5 separate regions of the Mus musculus genome follow, and regions 2, 3, 4 and 5 are each linked to region 1. A link is a contact called in public HiChIP or PLAC-seq and promoter capture Hi-C data. All regions are on one chromosome and are shown on one strand. The core of a region is the stretch at or near the end of the contact, and the rest is flanking DNA. Distances in the headings are between cores, read along the strand shown. Region 1 holds the start of Taok1 (TAO kinase 1). Region 2 overlaps Ssh2 (slingshot protein phosphatase 2). Region 3 overlaps Myo18a (myosin XVIIIA). Region 4 overlaps Myo18a (myosin XVIIIA). Region 5 holds the start of Myo18a (myosin XVIIIA).

Region 1 (2,584 bases), core at 61-2,560:
TTTTTTTGTTGTTGTTGTTTTGTTTTTTTTTTCTTTTTGTTTTTTTTTTTTAATTTTTTTTTCATTTTTTCTCTCTTCTTTTTTTCTTTTTTCTTCTTTGAGTTTTCTGTTTTTTAAAAAGATTTTAATTAACGTGTGTGTGTGTGTGTGTGTGTTGGTTTTGAGTTGTCTTACACGGGTGCTGGAAAACTGTCCTCTGCAAGACCAAGCAGAACTTGCTCTTAATTTCTGAACCCCCTCTTGCGCTCTTGCTCTCTCTCTGTCAATATCTAGAGAGGTTGTTAAAGTATAGCTCAAGCTGGCCTCTATCTAACTCAGGCTCATGATTTCCTGCCTCAGCCTCTTGTGTTGGGTGGGATTACAGAATACAGGTGTGACCCATCACTACCAGGTCACTTGTTAGATCCTCAATAACAATTACAGTCTGTTCTAGCTAAAGTCCTAGACTAGATCGGGGGTGACTGAAGATGGTGTGTGTGTATGTGTTTTAAAAAACTGTTTCTAAACCCACGCTAAGATTTACCTCTTTCCTACATAGACTACTTTACTTTGTTGCTTTTAGACTGGGTTTCACTGTGTAACCCTGACTAACCCAGAATGTACTAGGTAGACCAGGCTGGCCTAGAACTCGGATCTACCTGCCTCTGCTTCCTGATTACTGGCCAACTTGCTTCTTTTATACTGAAAAAGATCTTTTACTCTAAGTCTACAAAGCCCTTTGAAGTTCTTTTTCTTCCATCACAAATATGGCTTATATGAAAGTCTTTAACTGCCGTTCCCAAACTAACCATCAGTACCGCACAAACGCAGGTACATAGTGATTATGCTGCGAAGTTTATCCCTGAGTCCCACGAGGAGTCCAACTAAGGTGTGTGTAGGAATGAGATGTTCTCCACTTTGGAGCAAAGTTTCAGTTTGGCAGTATTAGTGGGAGGCTGCTGTTCTGGAGGTGGGAAGAGGGAAGGACTGCGCGGAGCTCTTCTCCCCAGGATTTCCGGGACTGACTAGCACGCACCTGACGCCCGCGTAGCGAAGGCGAGCTGAGGGTGGGACTGGACCAAGCCTAGCACTCCGGGCCACTCGGGCCACTCGGGCCACTCCGCCCAGCTTTAAGTATTCGCGCACTCCCGAGAGGACGCCCGCGCGCCCGCGCCCGCGCGCGCATACTGTCCTGTCTCGCGCAGGGTCGGGCCTGTCAGGCAAGAACTCTCGCGAGATCTGAGGCTGAGATGTCTGTCGGGAGGAGGGGAGTGGTGTCGGGAAGGGGGGGGGGAGAGAACCTGGGCAGCGGCCGAGCTCTGTGGCTTCAGGGCTTGGAAGGAGAGAGGGAGGGTGGCGAAGAGAGTGAGCCGGTGCCGCCGCCCGCTTGAGGAGAGAGGAGGGGTCCCACTCGCCTTGCGCCCTTCGCGGGCTGAGAGCGCGGAGCAGTCGCGAACCTCCCAGGCCTCTCGGCCCCCGGGGACCCCGCCCCGCGGCCCGACGGCCCGCGGCCTCTCTTCTCTTTGTGAGCGCCCCCTTCCCAGGGGTGGTAGTGGTGGCGGAGGGGTGCGCGTGGGCCCGCCCGCCAAGGGGCCGCGGCGGGGGACCGACAGGGCCTCGGCTGGGAGGACCGGAGGCGGCCGAGGCCCCGGTCCGGTTCCCCCGAGGCGGCGGCGGCGGCGACTCCCGGCACTTCCCCCGCGCCATCTTAACTGAGCCGGAGCGTTAAGGGCGCCTCCTCGACCCCGGTCGTCCCCTCGTCCCCCCCTCCCTCCCCCCGGCCCCTTGTCGTAGAGCCTGGGCTGGGTGGCTGGGGGGGGGGCGGCGGTCTGTCGCCGGGCCCCCTCCTCCTCACTCCTCGCTCTCCAGCGCTGCGGCCACCGGAGCGCTCCAGGGGTCTGCGCCCGTCTGCTCTGCCCCAGACCTGCCGGCGAAGGGGTAAGGGCACCTCTGCTTTGGGAAAGGAAGACATGGAGGGGGCGGGGAGATTGTGCCCACTCAGGCCTCTCCGGGTGAAAGAAGAGATCGGGGATAGAGTGGGGGAGGGAGACAGGGAGGGTCTGTGAATCTGTGGGTGGGGTGAAGAAACTGGTGAGCTGGGCGCCCTCCTGTTTTGAGGGGCCAGAGCAATTGCATTCCTTTTTCCTAAGGGTCACCGGAAGAGGTGGTGGAAGGGGATGTTTCTAAGAAGGTGTGGCTCTAGTTAGGGAGATTTGAGTTGACGTGCACCCCGATTTAAAGGCGCGAGGTCCCTTTCTGGTCTCTGCTCCCGCTCCTCCTCCTTTGTAGCGTCTGTATTCTTGGGAATGGAGAATGCTCTGGACAGCCAACTGGATGATTTCCACTCCTCCCCAAGGAAGTCTGTACCTTTCTAATGTAAGGGGTGATGGAAGCATCCCCCCCCCCCATCTTCTAGTCTACTGCAGTGCTGCAGGAGTACAAGTCAGTTTCTTCGTACACATACCCATGCATACACAGAAGTGGGGGTGGGGGGCTGGAGCAATGGCGCTTCCCTTGGAGAGCTTAGTTTTTTTTTCCCTTTGCTTTTTAAATCGATGACAGTACTGTTCGGATATTCCCCTGAGATATGTCCATGGGAAGTATG
Region 2 (2,584 bases), core at 59-2,558, 250 kb after region 1:
ATTTAAAAATAAGAATAAAACTGTAAAACACAGGCCTCAAGAATCTATAAATTTAATACTTAACATCTAGCAGTTTAAATCAGTAAAAAATGTATCATGGTACTAGGAGAGTGTTTTATTAGTTATAGAATGCTTGACAGAGATGTGCAATTAGAATTTAGTCCCCAGCACAGCATTAAAAAATCTGGAGTAAGGTTTTTAAGGAGAATGAGGTAATATACATAGCACTCAAAACTGTGTCATCAGGGTAACAGTGCAGCGAAAAATCTGTAATTATTAACATAGTATTAATGTTGATATTAATATAGTCACACTGAATAGGCTGGGGACTGTTGAGCTGTCCCAGTGTACTAAGACTGACAACTTGACTTCAATCTTTGGAATCCATGTGAAAAGACAGACGTGGTGGCACACATCTGTAATTCCAGCACCTTCTAAAGCAAGATGGGAGATAAGAGCTAACTCCTGAAAGCTCAAAGGCTAGTCAGCCTGGTGTATGTAGCCAGACAGAAACAAGTCATACCCTGACTCAACAAGGTGGAAGAAGAGAACCAATTCCCGAAGCTTATCATCTGACCTCCATATCTGTGCTGTGACACATGTATACACATGCATACATGCACACCTATGAGCAGACACATGCACATATGATCACAAACATGTACATACATCAAAGCTTTTTTTAAAAAGGTATCTTCTTTTTTTATTTTTTTAAGAGTTATTTATTTATGTACACGAGTACAATGTAGCTGTCTTCAGACACACCAGAAGAGGGCATCGGATCTCATTACAGATGGTTGTGAGCCACCATGTGGTTGCTAGGAATTGAACTCAGGACCTCTGGAAGAGCAGTCAATGCTCTTAGCCACTGAGCCATCTCTCCAGCCCCACATCAAAGCTTTTATGCACATGTAGCTTCATAGAGTTTGGATCAGCAACAGCAAATGCTGTTCTAGGTTTCCTTTCTACCAGAAACAAGCCATGTATTTCTGTCCAAATTACGTCACTATTTTTTTTTTCTAATTACTTACTACATCAAATGCTTTTCCAAATCTGCCTCTGAAAAATATAACGTAGTGGCTGCCAAAGGGTGGCATACACTAACGTCATGAGCATCATTTAGGAACTTGTTAGAAGAGCAACTCTCTAGCCTACAAGTTCAGAAACCAGCAATTTGTGTTTTAACAAGCATTCAAGGTATTTACGATGAAAACTTAAGCCTGGAAAAGAACATATGAAAACAGCTGGACAACCAGAAAGAGGAACTGAAAAGTTAAAACAAACAAAACAAAAAAAACTCAACATCACCAAATTACAAGAGCAAATGTTGGCAGGAGGATCATGAGTTCTAGGCAGCTTGAGCTACACAGCAAAGCCCTGTCTCAAAACCAGAAAACATGGGGCTGGAGAGATGGCTCAGTGGTTAGGAACACTAACTGCTCTTCCAGAGGTCCTGAGTTCAATTCCAAGCAACCACATGGTGGCTCACATCCATCTGTAATGAGATCTAATGACCTTTTCTGGTGTGTCTGAAGACAGCTACAGTGTAGTCACATACATAAAATAAATAAGTCTTAAAAAACAAAAACAAAAAACACACCTGAAAACAGCCACCTCCCCCTGGGAAAAAAAACCAAGGTCATGAAAGTCAATATTATATGTTGGATAATTTCAATATGCTTCACTACTGTAGACCTTGAACTTTTAGAGATCATTGATGTAAAGTCAGTAATTCAAATCCATACACCCAATCAAGAAAAGAAATATACATATTTTAGTTCAAGGATAAAAAGCTAAAAGAAGAACAACAACAAAAACCCTCATTAGCAAACTAAGAAATGACTTAAATATCTAAGTTCCAGACTTCTGAGTAGAGGTTTTCATAGTGGAATCATTTTTAAAAGTAAACTTGGGTTGGAGATGGCTCAATGGTTAAGCTCTCTTACTGCTTCCACAAAGGATCAGAGTTCAATTCTCAGCACCCACATTACTGGCTACAAGACACTTGTATTCCAGCTCCAAGGGATCCAACATCTTTTCTGACTTCTAAGGGCACCTACATGCATGCGTATAAACACATACACACACTACTGAAAAAAAAAAAAAGCCAGATGTGGTGGAGCACACCTCTAGTCCCAGCACTCATCTGCTAGAGGTAGATGGATCCCTTCAGTTTTTTTTTTTTTTCCAGAATTTTAAGTGTTTGTTTTATTAAAAAGCATATGTGGGCTTTTACAGGGGACAGAAAATTTTACAATCATTTTGATCAGACTGATTCAAGAGTTTTTAATTTAAGACTTATTTTTCTTTATGTGTGTGTTGTGTATATAGGTGAGCATGGAATCTAAAACAGGGTATCAGATCCCCTGGAGCTGGAGTTACACTTGGTTGTGAGCTGCCTAACATGGGTTTTGGGAACTAAATTCAGGTCTCTGCAAAAGCAGCAAGTGTTCTTAACCACTGAGCTATCTCTCTTGGCTCAAAATTCTTTAAAAATATTATGCATATGTTTGTGTGTGTGTACATGTATGATATACATGTGGAGGCAGAGGGCAACCCTGTGTGTCATTTTCAGGGACCTCCC
Region 3 (2,584 bases), core at 63-2,562, 210 kb before region 1:
TCCCACACTCCTGGTAGGCCAGGCCATCTCACAACACCCAAGGCCTGTAGCCCCATCCTCCTGCCTTCCCCCTGCCCCCTAGGATACCATTTTCTCTATGGCTACCAGACAGACACAAACCCAGAGGTGCCACTCCCCATGCCAAAGGCTACATTTCAGAGCTAACACAAGGGAACTGACAGCCTAAATCTAAGTCACAGTATTCCAACCCCCATTGCACCGAGTTCTACACCTGGGCAGGCACAGTGACCCCACTGCAAGCAGAGGCCTCCCAGCTCCAACCCTAGCTACCTGTCAAGTGCCCAACCCTTGAGACAGACTTGACCTTTACACTACATTCTGGTTACTTAAAGCCCCCCAAAGCCTTGCTGGCAGAAATGGGAGCCAGGCAAGCCTTGGACATTGCTTGTTAGAAATGAGAAGGGTTAATATTCACAGGGGTCTAGACACGGGGCATCAAAATGTGAGACGCTGACTCCTGCCTTGTCAGATGCCAGGCCATCATACCAATGAGCATCCTCAAAGTAGGAGACGGGGGGGGGCTAGAGAAGGAGATGGGATCCCCAGCTATGAAGCGCCCCTGTGTGGTCACAGGGCCCTGGGCTGTCGGCAGTATCAATATTCCATAGAGTTCAGCTTTCCTTTCTTCAACCAAAGAGCCATTGTGAGGGCTCACAGATAGCCATGGAGTATCCTGCTATCACACACATGCACACGCACACGCACACACACACGCGAACACACTGTCCAGTCACCAGCTTTGGGAAGAATAGGGCCAGGGACTGGGAACCCTACACACAAGGGAGGTGGCATTACAGAAGCTGTGAAGATCCTCTCAAGTCGCTGGTGTGCCTCCTCTGCAGGACTCAACCGGACCTCGGGGTCAGCTCCTGTCTAAAGGTTAAGCCACTATTAGTTATGGCCTGGGGGGACAGTGGGGGCACCACATGCCAAGCTCTTAGCCCAGGAAGCCACTGGAACCCAGTGCAGAAGTGGAGCAGGGTCAGGGAGACAAGCCGAGTGCCAGTTTGAGTTTTGAAACTCTATGGTATGAAAAAGGAACAGGTAGGTACCTGTGAGAGACCTGGGATTACCTCTTCCTATGGCTCTAACTATTGTACCACCCCATTTACTCTTGTCCCAGGATGAACAAGAAATGAACTCCAGGTCAAGACATGTCTCAGCCCCCAACTCCACCCTAGTGCAAAAAGAAGGTACAGAGAGCTGGAAGGAGCCACAGCCCAGGGCAGGCACATGACACTCCCTGGCTACTTATAGGTTCCCCAAGGAACCGAAGTTCAGCTGCTACCCTGATCATCATGCCAGAAAGCCCCTGCCAACTCTTCCCTGTGAGATAGGAACACACTGCCCTGACAGAGCAGGACAGGAGGGTGGGGAAGGGTGGCACTTGGCATTCCTCCACATCCTGCAATACCCAAGAAGAATGGGGGCAAGGCAGCTTCCAGGAAAGACGGCTACCAAGAGGAAGCACACAGTGAGTGTCTAAGGTCCCTCAGGCTGTGCCCTGGCACCCACATTATTCCTCCCCTAACTACAAGAAAAAGTTAGGGAAAGCTGAGAAAAGCTCAGGGGGGCGGAGTGAAAGTTATTGTCACTCCCAACACACATCCTACGGGACCTCAGCAGAACACACGAGGTGGAGGAGCTTGAAAAGAACAAACTCTAACTCAAGACCAGACAGGGAGCCAACACCTGTGAGGCTAGGATAGTGCGGCTACAAAGGGGCTCCCTATGCCTACCTGGCACCCAGGCACAGGGCTTCCCAAGGAGGGTGGATGTTCAGGCCAGGCCTGAAGAAAGTGGCGATGGCACTAGTGACTGTCGGCAGCATGACTATTGGTCCTACCATCCTGGGTACCTGGTGTACCTGGTGCCAGGGAGCAAGCTTGGCGTTTGACCTGCATCTTGTCTAATCAGCACAGTCACCACTGGACGCAGGCATCACCCCTTGTTTGTAATTCAAAACTCTAAAGAGTCCCCCAAACAAAAGATTTTTCTCAATTATTCTGGTGGCAAAAGACACATTGATCTTTTATCGTCCTGATGTGAGACTATTCACGGGTTTGCCTTGGACACAATCACACAAGGTGGTTACAGGTGGCTACTTGTATGTATGCCATAAATCATTCCAAGATATAAAAATGACAAATTCCCAGTACTTTTTTTTTTTTTTTTTTTTTTTTTTTGGTTTTTCGAGGCAGGGTTTCTCTGTGTAGCCCTGGCTGTCCTGGAACTCACTTTGTAGACCAGGCTGGCCTCGAACTCAGAAATCGGCCTGCTTCTGCCTCCCAAGTGCTGGGATTAAAGGCGTGCGCCACCAGGCCCTGCTAAATTCCCAGTACTTAAGGCGTCACAAAAGGGACTAAGGACCTACATTACCTACATTATAACTCCCCACTTGACAACAGACAGGCCCTTGGTGATGAACCTTGCAGAAGTCTCCCAGAGGGTGTGGCTGAGGATGTGAGCCTGGATCACCTGACTTAAGATGCCTGTCTGCACCCTGAGCTCATCAGCTAAGACTCAGGTTTTCGGCTCTCATGGAAAGGCCTGTAGCATGCTG
Region 4 (2,584 bases), core at 64-2,563, 190 kb before region 1:
GGACCTTCGGAAGAGCAGTCGGGTGCTCTTACCCACTGAGCCATCTCACCAGCCCACAAGTGCTGTTATTACACATAGTAGGTTTATCAGAAAATACATAGGGTGGAAACACTAAAACTGAGGTTCTCCTTAAAACTTTAAGGAGAGCATGTTCCCCTGCTCCAGCTGTCCCTCGTTCCTCCTGAAGATCTTGTAAATAAATATATATGTATATACATATATATGTGCATACACCACACACACACACACACACACACACACACACACACACACACACACACGTTTAGTTGGGCATGTTGGCCCACGACTTTAGTTCCTGCACTCAGGAGGCAGAGGCAGGTTCCAGGCCGGTCTGGTCTACAGAGTGAGTTCCAGACCAGGCAGAGATACACAGTGAGTCCCTGTCTTTAAACAAATAAATAGCATTTGTGTGTGTGTGTGTGTGTGTGCTCAGTCCATCAGGCTGAGATGGCTCAGTGGGTAAAGGTACTTGCCACCACGTTGGACAATCTGAGTTTGATCCCAGAATCCACAAGACGGAGAGAAGCGAATCCACAAACTCTCATTCATGTGTGCTGTAGCATGTTCATGCTTAACACACACATACAAATAACAGTAAGTAAATGTGAAAGAGTCTATAGGGTTGCAACACGGCTCAGCAGTTAGGAACGCTGACTGCTCCTCCAGAGGACCCAGGTTCAATTCTCAGCATCCACATGGTAGTTCACAACCATCTTTAACTCCAGTTCCATGGGATCTGGTGCCCTCACACAGACATACATGCAAGTAAAATACCAATGCACATAAAATAAAAATAGTTACAAAAAGAATCTACTGACACTCTTTTCATAAATGAGTACCAACGACATGTTTGTATTACTAATTTACAGTACCTAATAAAACAAATGGAACTTGTTGTTTAGGGAAGTTTAGGGAGCCCTGTTTCAAGCACTCAGCCCTAAGGACTTGGGAGAGACCACAGAACTTCTGCTTCCTGGGTAGGGGAGCGCCAGCCACCAATCGTGACAGGTGCACCCCATCAGAGGACGGCTGAGGTTCCTCAACAGCAGCTTTAAACACAGCATTTACAGAAAACGCTTTAGCAGGGGTGTCTCCATATTTTAATGACACTAAGTGATCAAGAGATACTGAAAGGGAAGCAGCCAAACTCCTTAAAGAAGCCGAGAGATGACCTCAAGAGGGTGAGGGCTGGTAAGTGGAAACCTGTACTGTCCGAAAAGTCCACACACGGGCAGCCGTAGTGGCCAAATCGGCCTCAGACCTGACTATCACTGCACTTCCTGTTCCGCCTAGCCGCCAGCGCATGGGTGGAGCCAGGTTCAGCGCATGCGCTAGGAACTCAAGAGCCACTCCGCCCTGCAGTGTCCCCAGATTTTCCGGCAGAGGGCAGCCTTCCCCTTCTCATGGACCTGCTGGCACAGCCAAGGCTGCAGATTTCACCTCTGGTGGACCCGCCCCCAGAAAGCGTCCTGGGGAGCTGAGGCTTCAGGGGGGCTGCAGCAGCAAGATGGCCTCTCACTTTACCCAGGAGAGAGATGGCAATGGAGGTGCAAAAATGCGCTGGGCGCCTATATTTTTTTTCATTACTAACTTATCCTTTGTACCTGAAATAGCACCAACACGTAGATGTTTACTAAGTGTTTACTGATGGAAAAGTGAATGAATGAATACCTGAGTTTATAGTTCAAAGATTTAAGCCACGTCTTGAGTTTTATAGTGGCGAGCGGCCTCAGACAAGCAGTAAGTGGAGTCAGTGGGCATAGGGAGGGCAGTCACAGATCTCTGTCCCAAAGACTCAAGGATCGGCCACTCCGGCCCTCCATTCCACCAGACTGCAGTTTTACACATCCAAAGGTTTGCTCAGAACCCTGTGTACGAGCGCACCATTTTTTTCTGCTCTACAAGAACAGGTGTCTACCCCCAAAAACTAAACCGTCAGATCCTGGATACATAGAAAGACTACCTGATTGGTGGCTCCGGGGGTACCGTTTCTCTTTGGGGATTCTCAGTCCCTGGGGATTTCCTCTGGCTCTGGGGATTTCCAAACTGCCTCTGCCTTTCCAATTTTCCACAAGGCCCAAAGCCCAGGACCTGTCTTGACGGTTTCACCAGGCTCTGCCTCAAATCTCAGGGAGACTTGGGTCTGAGTCTACTAATTACACCGCATTCACTATATTCACATCCCATCCTGTCTGGCTGACATTCGAGAACAAGCACAATGAAGCACTGTGTTCTTTTCATATAAACGACCGCTTTTCTCTATTTCCACAGAAGAATAAAGGAAAACCAGCTTAAGGGCTGGCCACACTGATTTAATAAAGCCCAAGGAAGGTCTTCCAGGGTGTGAAAGCTGGCATCCTCATTCTTAAAGGCAGAGAGGCTCCTTCAGGCACTCTCAGGTTCCCCTAAACAGAGGCGGGGGGTAGGGGGGCACACAGATCCTGTATTTGAAGATCTGTGTGCTCACTTCTTGAGGACCTTCCTGGGCCTGTTTCTAGAACCCTTTGAAGTAACAACAAAGCCAGCCCAGTCCCCACAGAAGCAGGAAGAGGTTTCTGCTTTG
Region 5 (2,584 bases), core at 52-2,551, 170 kb before region 1:
CTTGACAAGGCACAGAAGAAGCAAAGGTGTTTAATGAGTTTCCAGAGGGGCACCCTCTCCTGGACTGGCTTCTCCCTATTGGCCCAGCTCCCCATTTCCACACTCGCTAAGATCTGCTCACAGTTCCTGGGTACCCTCAAGCACCCATTTAAGTACACTACCGAGAGATGCTCACATACACAAACTCTTTGCTCACCCCTGATACCCAGGGAAGCACTCACATCAGCCGGCTCCCTGCGGTGTCCCTCGCCAGTCCGAAGCCAGCTCCGGCTCAGCTCGCTAAGCTCTGGGATGGGCTGTACCTTGAGCCGCACACTGTCCCCAGACTGCCGGATCATCTCCACAATTTCATCCCTGGATTTATTCTCCACATTCTGTCCATTAATCTCCACCAGTCGATCTCCTGGTACCAGCCCCAAGGCCAGGTCCTTGGTGCCTGCCCCTGGCTCAGCAAAGTGAACCACCCGTCGATAAGCCTGACCCTCAGGGGCCCGATCCAGCATGGTTGTGCGCCGCAGTGAGAAGCCAAAGTCTCCTGTGGGTCTTCGTTGTAACTCCAGCTCCCGGAGAGCAGGAGGTGGTGGTGGCACCAGAGCGGGAAGACGTAGATCAGCTGGGAATCTTTTAGTCACCAGCTCAGGGACTCGAGACCGTGGTCCTGGTCGAGGAATGCCTAGCCCAGGATGCTGCATTAGCTGTCCCTCAAGCGTCCGCACCTCTACCTGAGGTGATGGGGCTGCAGAGTGCTCTGAGGGGGTTGAGGTCTCCGAGGCACTCTCATCCCGGCTCCGTTGAGAGAAGGAAAAACGTTTGACAATCATCTGAGAGTTCTGCTTGGCCAGTGAACCGAACTTGGCTGCCCGCTGCAGCACAGAGCCCCGGAAGCTGCCTTCTTCACCCTTGAGGTCATCACTGGAGCTGGCTGTGCTTAGGTGTCCTGAGTCCAGGATGATGCTACCCCGATTGCTGTCAGAGTCAATGTCCGTCAGGTGCAGGTCAGAGCCACTGGCCACCTTGATAGGGATGGGGTTGGAGATTTCCAGGCGCGTCTTAGATTCCCGCTTGGAGGACCGGTTCAAGTTGAAAAAGCCACGGCGCATGCTCATCTCTTCCAGGCTCCGCAGTTCTGCCGCAGACATCCTCTCCTTCTTCTCCTTTTTTTCCTTCTTCTCCTTCCGCCCGCCATCTTTGTCCTTATCTTTCTTCATGAGGTTAAACATGGTGGGTGTGCTGTTTTTAGGGGTTGTATCCCCAGCTGACTATGAGTGCTTAACACAGGGTCTTTGGACCCCACCTTGTAGCTGCAAGTAGAAACAGAGAAAAGAAATTCAGGGTTTTTTTCCAGTTCAGACAGAGGCAGCGGATACTGATAAACCAGTCACCCCTTGTGGAGTGCTACTGATGTACCAGGCAACCTGATTTACATAATTTTTTCTAATTTCACTTCACCCTTTAGACCAAAGCATAGGTGTGCCTGGAGAGACTTGACTTACAGAAAACACAAATTGCAACCTGGAACATAAACGGAAATGGAACACAAAAGGAAACGGAAGGGGCTCTGCAGCATCACCTCCCCACAGGCAGTCCACTGAAGCGATGGGCATCCCACGTGACTGCCCCCCCATGGTATCCCCAGAGCCGCAGCCTTAGCCCCTGCCTCAAAGACCTTGGAGGGTCCAACTTTTTAAAACAATATTCATTTGTATGAGAGTTTTGCCTGTCTGTATGTGCATCACATGGACATCCATGTGGACGCTGGGAGCTGAATCCTGCTCTGGAAGAGTAACAGGTGCTCTTAACCACAGAGCCATCTTTCTAGCACCTGGGATTAGCATTTATATGACGTGTGTTTGTTTGTTTGTTTGTTTGTTTGTTTGTTTGTTTTTCCAGACAGGGTTTCTCTGTGTAGCCCTGGCTGTCCTGGAACTCACTCTGTAGACCAGGCTGGCCTCGAACTCAGAAATCCACCTGCCTCTGCCTCCCAAGTTCTGAGATTAAAGAGATGCACCACCACTGCCCGGCTTTACGATGTGTCTTATCGGGAGCTTCACACATACCCCTTCCTATTCAGTCCTCACAGGTGAGAAAAATGGCTCTTGGGAAATTAAGGATGTGTTAGGGGCTAGTCATCAAATGAGTGGCTGTGCTGCTGTGTCCCATCTGATGCCCTGGGTGCCCAAAGTAAATCGGGAAGGGAAGGAAGAGGAAGTCCAGACTGCACACAGGACAGACAGTTGCGAGGTGGGGGTGGCGTGGGGTCGGCTAGATAAACAGGATCCTGAAAAACTCACATCCTTTTCCCCAGACCAATGCCTAAATATAGCCTAGGGAAGAAAGTTGTGGCCGCCTGAGAGAGAAGGCCGGATCCAGGATGTGAGAGCACCTAGGGCCCTAACCTACCCCCATTCTCATGCATACCCGATTAGGGGCAGGAGTAAGAAAAACCTGGTTGGGAGGGGGAGGGGGGAAGCCCCAGAGGGCCTTTCTTGTTCTAACCAGCAGGGAACACAAAATAAAAGTAGGCCACACCGTCTAATTAGAAATTAAGTGTAATTTCTCTCTCTCCATGAATGCCTCCCCTCTG

Evidence for each region. HiChIP or PLAC-seq counts read pairs in DNA pulled down with a chosen protein or histone mark. Capture Hi-C pulls out chosen DNA fragments and counts their contacts.
Region 2: a contact with region 1 is called in an H3K4me3 HiChIP or PLAC-seq map of bone marrow-derived macrophages, with 2.5 times the contacts expected there. The contact joins the enhancer-like site here to the promoter of Taok1 in region 1. A contact is called at or near these places in 5 of 115 datasets of contacts at active chromatin or transcription factors (bone marrow-derived macrophages, effector CD8 T cells, embryonic stem cells and 2 more) and 1 of 9 other capture datasets (adipose tissue).
Region 3: a contact with region 1 is called in an H3K27ac HiChIP or PLAC-seq map of epiblast stem cells, with 2.4 times the contacts expected there. The contact joins the enhancer-like site here to the promoter of Taok1 in region 1. A contact is called at or near these places in 3 of 484 Hi-C or Micro-C datasets (bone marrow-derived macrophages, nephron progenitors and neural progenitor cells), 8 of 115 datasets of contacts at active chromatin or transcription factors (the HPC-7 cell line, effector CD8 T cells, embryonic stem cells and 2 more) and 2 of 9 other capture datasets (adipose tissue and liver).
Region 4: an H3K27ac HiChIP or PLAC-seq map of the HPC-7 cell line shows a contact between it and region 1, with 8 times the contacts expected there. The contact joins the enhancer-like site here to the promoter of Taok1 in region 1. A contact is called at or near these places in 1 of 39 promoter capture datasets (neural stem cells), 5 of 484 Hi-C or Micro-C datasets (bone marrow-derived macrophages, embryonic stem cells and nephron progenitors), 16 of 115 datasets of contacts at active chromatin or transcription factors (the HPC-7 cell line, the SCID.adh cell line, T-cell acute lymphoblastic leukemia and 8 more) and 2 of 9 other capture datasets (adipose tissue and liver).
Region 5: a promoter capture Hi-C map of adipose tissue shows a contact between it and region 1. The contact joins the promoter of Myo18a here to the promoter of Taok1 in region 1. A contact is called at or near these places in 3 of 39 promoter capture datasets (the HPC-7 cell line, embryonic stem cells and neural stem cells), 3 of 484 Hi-C or Micro-C datasets (all in embryonic stem cells), 10 of 115 datasets of contacts at active chromatin or transcription factors (the HPC-7 cell line, the SCID.adh cell line, bone marrow-derived macrophages and 6 more) and 2 of 9 other capture datasets (adipose tissue and liver).

The regions. Positions count from the first base shown.
Region 1 is chr11:77,606,541-77,609,124 of GRCm38.p6, reverse strand. Taok1 (TAO kinase 1) reads left to right here and starts at 1,310. Exons shown (of 21, transcript NM_001364134.1): 1 at 1,310-1,917.
Region 2 is chr11:77,353,920-77,356,503 of GRCm38.p6, reverse strand. The region is part of intron 2 of Ssh2 (slingshot protein phosphatase 2); the gene reads right to left. Among named protein-coding and RNA genes, the nearest start is that of Coro6, 110 kb to the left of the region's middle. Within about 2 kb of position 1,308, at least 17 of the 459 cell types and tissues checked have an H3K27ac peak or open chromatin away from gene starts, as enhancers often do. A contact at or near this core is called in adipose tissue and bone marrow-derived macrophages, where this site is marked.
Region 3 is chr11:77,812,944-77,815,527 of GRCm38.p6, reverse strand. All of the region lies in intron 1 of Myo18a (myosin XVIIIA), which reads right to left. Among named protein-coding and RNA genes, the nearest start is that of Gm10277, 26 kb to the right of the region's middle. Within about 2 kb of position 1,312, at least 11 of the 459 cell types and tissues checked have an H3K27ac peak or open chromatin away from gene starts, as enhancers often do. A contact at or near this core is called in adipose tissue, where this site is marked.
Region 4 is chr11:77,792,175-77,794,758 of GRCm38.p6, reverse strand. All of the region lies in intron 1 of Myo18a (myosin XVIIIA), which reads right to left. Among named protein-coding and RNA genes, the nearest start is that of Gm10277, 4.8 kb to the right of the region's middle. Within about 2 kb of position 1,313, at least 277 of the 459 cell types and tissues checked have an H3K27ac peak or open chromatin away from gene starts, as enhancers often do. A contact at or near this core is called in the HPC-7 cell line, the SCID.adh cell line, T-cell acute lymphoblastic leukemia and 9 more, where this site is marked.
Region 5 is chr11:77,775,952-77,778,535 of GRCm38.p6, reverse strand. Myo18a (myosin XVIIIA) reads right to left here and starts at 1,301. Exons shown (of 41, transcript NM_001291213.1): 1 at 222-1,301. The coding sequence starts at 1,220.